Regions from separate parts of the Lactuca sativa genome. Here region 1 is linked to region 2. The links are chromatin contacts, called in public Hi-C maps. All regions are on one chromosome and are shown on one strand. Each heading gives the region's core, a stretch centred on a gene start, on an enhancer-like site or on the middle of the called end of the contact. The rest is flanking DNA. Distances are from core to core; before and after follow the strand shown. Region 1 holds the start of LOC111893662. Region 2 holds the start of LOC111893659 (actin-related protein 2/3 complex subunit 2A).

Region 1 (4,575 bases), core at 1,740-4,239, 600 kb after region 2:
CTTGTACTATATATGATAATAACCTATTCTTAGTTAACTTGACTCTAAAGATATCTTATTGTTATTTGTTAAAACTTGTTAGAAAACAAACCATGTAACATTTTTTATAATCAGAAATATAAATTGTAATAATACATTTAACAATATTAATGATGATAATAAAAAGATAATACTAATAATAAAAGTGATTATATTGTGCATGAAAGGTGTGACATGACCATATAAATGTAGAAACTTGACAAGATAAAGAAGGAAAGGAAGCAAAGAATTTGTGATTGAATGTTTGTGATTATTACATTGTCAACTACCAACTAGCAAAAGCCACATAAATAAATAACATAAATTGGAAAATTACATAAAGACCCTTTAAGAAACAATCTATTACAATTATATATCCATAGGAAAGCAAAAACTTTTGGGAGTTGTCCAAGTTGCAGTCACAAGTGAGGAGTCGTTGACCTTAGTTTGACCATGGAGATGATAATGATCAAGAAAGCATGTAGGAAAACAACTTGTAAACTATGGCAACTATGACTACAAATATGATCTGATCAGTTATGGAGATTGAGTCATGTTTGTCAACCACATCATTTAGGCATGAAGGTGAACACTTGAGTTCAATGGAGAATGCTCCTTTCTCATCTTGAATATCTGGTTCTATGTTTATCTCTCCAAATGCAGATCTGAACTCTCCATAGCTCCATTCCTAAATTTACTCATTCATTCATCATCAAATTCAGACGTTGTTAGCTCGATGCTCATTGATTCTTTTTGACTTAATGGACTTGATAAGGATAATAACCTAATAAATCTATGGGTTAAGCGTTTAATCTGGATATATGGTTGTTTCTTTTTTACTTAATCTGGACATAATGTCTTTTGCACAAAAATTGAAACTAATTTATTAACGGTGTGAAATTGGTTTTAAAGGCAAAATGGTTATTTTATCTCTACAAGGAAACATATCTTGTGTGTATAATCATTACCCATTTAGCTATTTTATTCATACACGACATAATGGGGAAAACAGAAACAACCCCTTATCCGGTAAGTTATATATCAATGTTGTTATTTAATGTAATGTAGAATGGTTTCATGGAAATACGAATTTCCCCACTAAGGGTTCGTTTGATAGTTGTGTTGTCAGGAAACTGTGTGGAAAGGAAACCATGTTGTTTGATTGTATATCTGATTGTGCTGAATGATAAAAAATGATCATACGGCCAGAAATATATAATTTTGAAGCTTTTTAGGAAAGACATGTCTTACCGGGAAAGACCCATTTTTTGGTGCAAATCAAACAGTCTTTCCGGCTCATTCAGCCAGAAAAATCTGTATGGATTTGGAAAGATGTCTGTCAAACGGAGTCTAAGTCCTTCCTCTTTTTATTTTATTTTTTGTAAATATTTGCTTTATTAATTTTCTTGTTCTCTAAGTATTTCTTAAACATTATTTATCTAGACAAACACTGTATCCAAACTAGTTATAAATATAGAGCCATTGATATTCTCTTCCAAATGTAGAGTAGATGGACATGTTTAGCTGAGGTGGGACACTGGAAATGACAATCTGACAATGTGCAACATGAAATATTTTGTTTTTATGCATAAAACTTAAAACGAAAAAATTACCTCCATTTGTTCACCAACGGTGATGACAATGGTGTTAGGGATGGTACGGAATGACACAGGTCCTTCCTCAGATATGAGACGGAATTCGCCTTGCTCAGTTGGGATATGAATGCTCAGAGCAAATGTGGCATTATCCCGTCTATTTCCATCCAATGAGCGTGGAGTTTGAGATGAACGTGGTGTGTGTGGTTGAAGAGACGAGTTATTATGCTTGAATAACACCATTCGAGTTTCATTTTCCTTTATTTTCTTTCGTGGTTGCTTTCCACCATTCGTCCCTATGGCTTGAGCCATATCTTTCGCAATTGCTTCCAGCTTATTTGCAATATTATCCATCTTTGATCTACAAATATATACAACAAGTGTCACAAATCAACTTATTTACACATTAACCCTAAAGTTATGTTCAATATTGAAGCAATAGATCTTTGCAAGAGTCACAAATTTCAATATGGATTAGACTTCTTGTGGGCATTAGGATCTTACATCCACATGATGTTCTTGATGCAAGAATAACATTTTTGCATAATTAGAAGCTATATGTTGCTAAATACTACATTGTTGATAATCTTTCTAAATGCTCAAGGTCTTTTTATCGCTATAGAATAAATAATGAAGTAAAATACGAAGCCTTATCATTTGTTGATAGATCATAAACATGTATGGATCATCCCCAAATAACCTACATTTGTTTTGAAACATTCTACAGATAAAATGTCAATGTCAATGATCTGTAATTAATCAAATACACAATTCACTTATTAATGGAATTGATCTATGGAAAAATTTTGATTTGTTAATAAAACGAAAAATGAAGAAGCTGATGATCAGGATACGAAGAACAAACCTGAATTTCAGAAAATTCTCGTCATTCTTAACGTCACGCCGTCGTTCAGCCACCGCCATGGCAGATCGAGACCAAGCAAACTCCTCCCGATCTCCATCACGGCTCCACCTCTCCGCAAGCAATCCAAAGATGAAATCCGCCTCCGTGAACGCCGCATTCAGCTCCTCAGGCGATATCCCATGGCCACTGACACGAAACATCCCAAACTTAGCGGCGGACTCCATCATCTGCTGGATCGAATTCTTATCCTTAGCTTTGATCAGCTTGTATTCAACCTCTGCAATAGGCGGTCGATTGGAGTCATCAGTCGTATCAAATTCGGGAATGTTCTTCAATTTGTCGACGTAATTGTTGAAAGAAGGGTCGTTGCGAGTAGGCCTGGAATTGGGCATCGGAGATGGAGGTTGCGCCGGTCCCCCTGTGGAGAGGCGACTCCTAATCCGGGCGATTGCCATTATTGGGAGATTGTTATGGGAAATTCTGAGATCAAATGGGAGAGAAATGAGAAGAAGATGTGAAATATAGTTATTGCATGGAGCGTTTTGTGCGATGTCGGGGTGGTTGGCACGTCTCCATGCATGGATTACTTGTACCTTCGTATGCATGGCGTACTTGTACTTTATAAACGAACATCTGGACCGGGTTTACCGGATGTTCCTACGTTTGTTTATTTAGAAATATATATATATTTAGAGTAACTGCTAGATCGCATTAAGAAAAGGTTAATGCCTATTCATTCTCTATACAGTAGATATAACGATAAGATAATTTGATTTATAAAAATAATAGTTAACAAAATATTACAGAAAAACCCTTAAAAGTTTGTCAAAAATTTGACGATTTTACTTTAACATCATGCATAGACGCCTTAAACTTGCAATTTCTTTACACATTGAGAAGGTAAAAAGTCTATGCACATCAATCTTACACAGTGCCGGATCCAGAACAAATGGTAATTGGGGTCAATAAAAGATTAAAAAAAAATAGAAAATTTTTATGTATAAAAAATGTTTGTAAAATCAAGAAGAAGCATTTTGAAGCATTTGTTTATTATAATAGCATCATATATGGGTATTTAATTTGGATTTTCATATATGTAAACCTTGATTTAAGATCATATTAGTGATAACCCTGGATTTTTTTTAATGTCATTGCTCCAACGTGGCTTTTTTTTTTTTCACAAAAAATAGATGATAGTAATTTTGATATGTTTTAGGATAGATTAAGAGAAACAAAGTCACAATTTTTGAAAGAGTAAATTACATGAATGGTCCCTATGGTTTAGGGTAATTTGCGTGTTTGGTCCCTAACTTATTTTTTTAACTCGGAAGGTCCCTACTGTTTGTTTTTGTTACGTGTTTGGTCCTTATCTTACCTAAAAAAATACTATTATGCCCTTGATTTTTTTAAAATTTATTTAAATAAACACACCCCTAATCCTACCTCCTCACCTTACCTCACCTACCCCATCGTTTTTTCCTCTTTAAATAATAGTCTTTTTAGATAAGACATGGACCAAACACGTAACAAAAATAAACTGTAGGGACCAAACGCGTAACAAAAACAAACCATAGGGACCTTCCGAGTTAAAAAAATAAGTTAGGGACCAAGCACGCAAATTACCCCAAACCATAGGGACCATTTGTGTAATTTACTCTTTTTGAAAATTCTATTTTATCAAATGTATATAAGAAGGAATCTAGAATCAAGTGGGGTCCATGCACCCCACTTCTAACACTCTAAATCCGCCACTGATGTCACGTATTTGGTTGGAGTTGCAAAGCTTGGATGTTTGGAAGTAATGATCACGCAAATTGGGGTTTAAGAATGAGTTTTTTCCCCTTGTTTCAGCATATGTATCATTTATTTAGAAATGATATTAGTTGTGTGCTCTCCTAACTGGCATCCAACTAAGCTTAAACAATCTACATCAACAAAGCTTGCAAGTTAAATGAGGTTATGAATAAGGCAATTATAAAGGTTACTACTATCACATGTGATGTGAAACTTATGATAGAGTTATGTAGTCAAGATGACATCTATTCCTCACATTGTTGGAGTAAGTTATTGGTCAGGATCCTTAATAGACTCAAATAG
Region 2 (3,982 bases), core at 317-2,816:
CTGTAATTTATAACAAGTTTTTAATCTGTTAAATATGGAGTAATGAAGTTGTTATTGATGTTTTAAAGAAAGTTACATATATTGAAAAATGGAGCTTTGAACCTGAGGAACAATGAAGAAGGATTCATTAGGTCGATGGAGAAGGGGGACAAGGACACCAACATTAGGGGGCACAGACCTTGATGCAAGTCGCTTCAAGATTACTCTTAGTGGGGCCCCCATTACCACTTCTCTCACAGATGCAATCTTTACCAAAAGATTTTGCTTCATTTCTGTATCATGAGAAGTAACAGTTTCATGTAATCATGTTACAGAGAAGAGGAAGAGAAGAGAAGAGAAGAGAAGAGAAGAGAAAGAATCGAACCTTCAAGTGAAGGAAGTTTAGACAAGTTGAGTTTAACTGTGAGATTGAAGCCATCTCTTGGAGGATCAAGGATATGAACAACACTACCATATGCTGCTTTGATTGCTTCAATGGCTCCAAATGGAAGGCCACCGGAGAATTCAGTCTCTGGAGGTGGAGTGGGGAGGGATACTGATAGATGTAGAAGATGTGGATTCTTTATCGATGCCTGAAACCATTACTTGAATCAATGGTTTTTTAATAATTGATTAAGAATTCAAATGTTCCGTATCGACTATACCTGAATATGGTAACGAACGTCATCGAATTCAACCCAGTGGCAATCCAACTCGACTCCTTTCTCGATACTGGTATTAGGTATAAGAATTATGAAGCGAAAAGGGTAGATTTGGAGCTGAAAATTGATAGAACTTACTTTTGAACGCGGTTTGTTAAGATCTGGAGGAGGTATCTTGACTGAGATTGAAGTAATATCATCGTCTATCTCTGTGTATTTGTGCGCTCGCTCATGCGTCTTTCCGCATCTTCAATTTCTGATTTCTTTTTTGACTTCACATGGAGATTGAGGAATCGGCTTCATTCTCGTCCATCATAGCGGATACCTAAGAAGGTAAATATATGGCGATCAAATTCATCGATGAACACTGTCGAATTAATTTGAATGTGAATGAAATGGTCCATTTCTTTCAGCAATTGTGGAACAAAATCATAAATGATTTAAAAATGAATCAAAATAAACGATTAAAAGACAAAAAGTAATCAATGTGCAACCTCATCTAAAAACTAGGGTTTAAAAAATAGCCATGATCGACTTAGCCAGACGGGTTTTGTCTGCTTCCAGAATTCAACAAGCAAAAGTATTTCTGATTTGTAAAGTTAGAGATTCATGATCTTGAAGACTATTCACGCCACTCTATATTCTTTACCCGTTCCAATTAGTTTTAGGATACCCAATTGGTTACCTTAGAAGATGGACGACGACGGAGACGGCGGATTCCAGAGAGAAATGAAGAAGAGTAGCGTCGGCGAAGGAGAGTCGGGAAACGGAGAAGATGAATCGCGGCGGAGCGATGTTCGACGGGGACAGCGACGATAAATCGGAGAAGGCGTTGAAACGGAGAGAATGAGGTGAAGGGCGGTGGTGCTGCTGTGAGATTAGAATAGAACGACGGTAATTAAGATTACTCAATGTTCGTACAACGATTAAACACCGAATTTGTTTTGGATTTTTACTAATTGAAAAGAGTCTTAAGTTATTTATTATTATTATTTTTTTAAGAAGGTAGAATATTATTTTTAATTATATTTTTATGATTTCTCGTTTAATAATGTTATTTTTTGATGGTTATAAGAGATGACGTTTTCAAGATAGATTGTGGCAAAATAAAGAATAGTTAAACTTAAACCTAGTATGGATCAATTATCGAAATAACAATAATTAATACTTTTTTTTTTCTTCTAAAAATCACAATATTGTCATTTTTCCCTTGGCCCTTGCAACGTCTCTTGGACTTTGTCCATTGATAGTCTCAAAGATTGTGGTCCTTCTAATTTCCTTTCTTATTGTATGTTTGTGTTAAAAAACCAAATGAACACTAATAAGTAATAGTTGTGAAATCGGTATATTATACGGGTTGATTAAAATAAAATGTTAAATAGAAACGATTAAATGAAAATTTTATTTGAATTTGAAATTTAAAATAAATAAAAATATGAGAAAAAAAAACATGCAAAAAATAAATTAATTAAAATTATTGTTTAGTTATCAGACCCGTATACTAAACAGGTTAACTATAACAAAATGTTAAACACAAAAGTTTAAACTGTAAATTTATTTGAAATTAAAATTGAAATTTAAAATTTAAAATTTGAAATTAATATAATTATTATGGTAGGTTTAATTTATGGAAACTAATTAATAATATATTAGAAATGGAAAATGAAATAAATGACAAGTGGAAAATAAATATATCTCTAAATTATGACAAAATGACATGTGGCAAATTGAATAAGAGAAGGATATGTGGCAAAATCATTCTCATTTATTAGGGTAGATTGTTTCATCTTTTGTATCGATCATTTCGGATAAATTGTGTAAGGTTGTCTTAGAAACCTCATTTATACCGTTTGTGATTATATCTTAGTTTAGGATTGTTGATTGCATGTGAGTTAACTTGTTATTTTCTGTTATTTTCTGATAATTTTAGAGAAAAAAAAAAAACTATTATGGCGAAAAAATTGTGTAAGGTTGCCTTAAACCTCAGGTATACCACTTGTGAGTATATCTTATTTTCTATTTATGATTGTTGATTACATGTGAGTTAATTGTTATTTTCGGCCAAATTCCATAGTTATTTGCCAAAAAAAGCTAAAAAAAATTAAGAATTAACTAAAATCATAGTTTTTCCTTAATGGATCGCGGGTTTCGTGTAAGTTATGATTTCGTGAACAACTAAATTTTGGCATTTTCTTCCAATTTTAAACACTTATAACTTTTTCATATTGACTCTATTTTGGCTGATTTTATTTGTTGTGGATTTCTTGTTATTAAACTCAAAACTACCCGACTTGTTTTCTTAAAATTTGATCTATCAAGCTTTAAATATAATATGATGTACACTTACAAATAAAAACCAATCAACATAGCACTTTCCAAATACTATATATATATATATATATATATATATATATATATATATATATATATATATATATATATATATATATATATATATATATATATTTTATCTAATTATACGTTCCTTTTGCATTATATTCATTTTCACCTCAACTACACATTACAACCCTTACGTTACATTTTTATGCTTGTATACCTAATTTCAATAGCCCCAAAACATGGGTGTTTGTCATTTTCTGAAACTTCTTTGTTTCCCTAATACTTTTGCTTCTTTTCACTATATGCATTATAGACTTTGAAGAAAAAGTAGAAAATTTGGTGAACCAAATTTTTTTCCACAAAATGACAAACACCCATGTTTAGGGCTATGGAACTCGGGTATACAATCATAATAAATGTAATCTAAAAGTTGTAACATGTAGTTGAGACGAAAATGAATATAATGCAAAAAAAGAACCAAAGTAATTGGATTAAGAAAAAGGAGTGATTTTATATTTTATAGACTTAAACAATACAAAACTATAAAATATAAGTGTTCAAAGTTGGAACACATACCAAAATTAAACCAAATGGCAACCCAATACACAAAATCACAGCCCAATACAAGAAATCGAAGTCCATTAGATCCCAACTATGATTTTAATTTCTTATTTTCATCACTTTTTATCCAAAACAACATTTTTCAGATCACGTTGAGTCCAAAAGTAACCTGAAAATTGATTCAGCCCTTTACTCAAAAGAAATTCTGTAGATCATTGTTAAAGATATCAAGAAAAGCATCCATTTGTTTCACCGGAAGTGACAACCCAATTTCAAGATCTTCAGGCGATTCTTTCCCGGCGTTAACTGAAATCGAACCATTCCGATCTATCGACACAGTCTCATACTTTCTCGGCCTCCCCCACCCAAAATCAACATCGTAAATCTTCAACTTCGGAGTTCCAGCCACCCCAATCTTCGCCGGAATCTTCGCCGGAGTC

What was found. Hi-C and Micro-C count contacts between places; a contact is called where the count stands out from the background.
Region 1: a Hi-C map of leaf shows a contact between it and region 2, with 4 times the contacts expected there. The contact joins the promoter of LOC111893662 here to the promoter of LOC111893659 in region 2. A contact is called at or near these places in 4 of 4 Hi-C or Micro-C datasets (bud, leaf and seed).

Annotation. Positions count from the first base shown.
Region 1 is chr8:173,720,567-173,725,141 of Lsat_Salinas_v11, forward strand. LOC111893662 reads right to left here and starts at 2,990. Exons shown (of 3, transcript XM_023889733.3): 1 at 2,479-2,990; 2 at 1,632-1,974; 3 at 253-706. The coding sequence starts at 2,933. The coding sequence ends at 488. It overlaps LOC111893663 (biotin--protein ligase 2), which reads left to right. Exons shown (of 10, transcript XM_023889734.3): 10 at 1-37.
Region 2 is chr8:173,123,026-173,127,007 of Lsat_Salinas_v11, forward strand. LOC111893659 (actin-related protein 2/3 complex subunit 2A) reads right to left here and starts at 1,567. Exons shown (of 11, transcript XM_023889728.3): 1 at 1,327-1,567; 2 at 780-966; 3 at 645-711; 4 at 365-572; 5 at 103-272. The coding sequence starts at 841. It overlaps LOC111893650 (malonyl-coenzyme A:anthocyanin 3-O-glucoside-6''-O-malonyltransferase), which reads right to left. Exons shown (of 1, transcript XM_023889711.2): 1 at 3,473-3,982. The coding sequence ends at 3,736.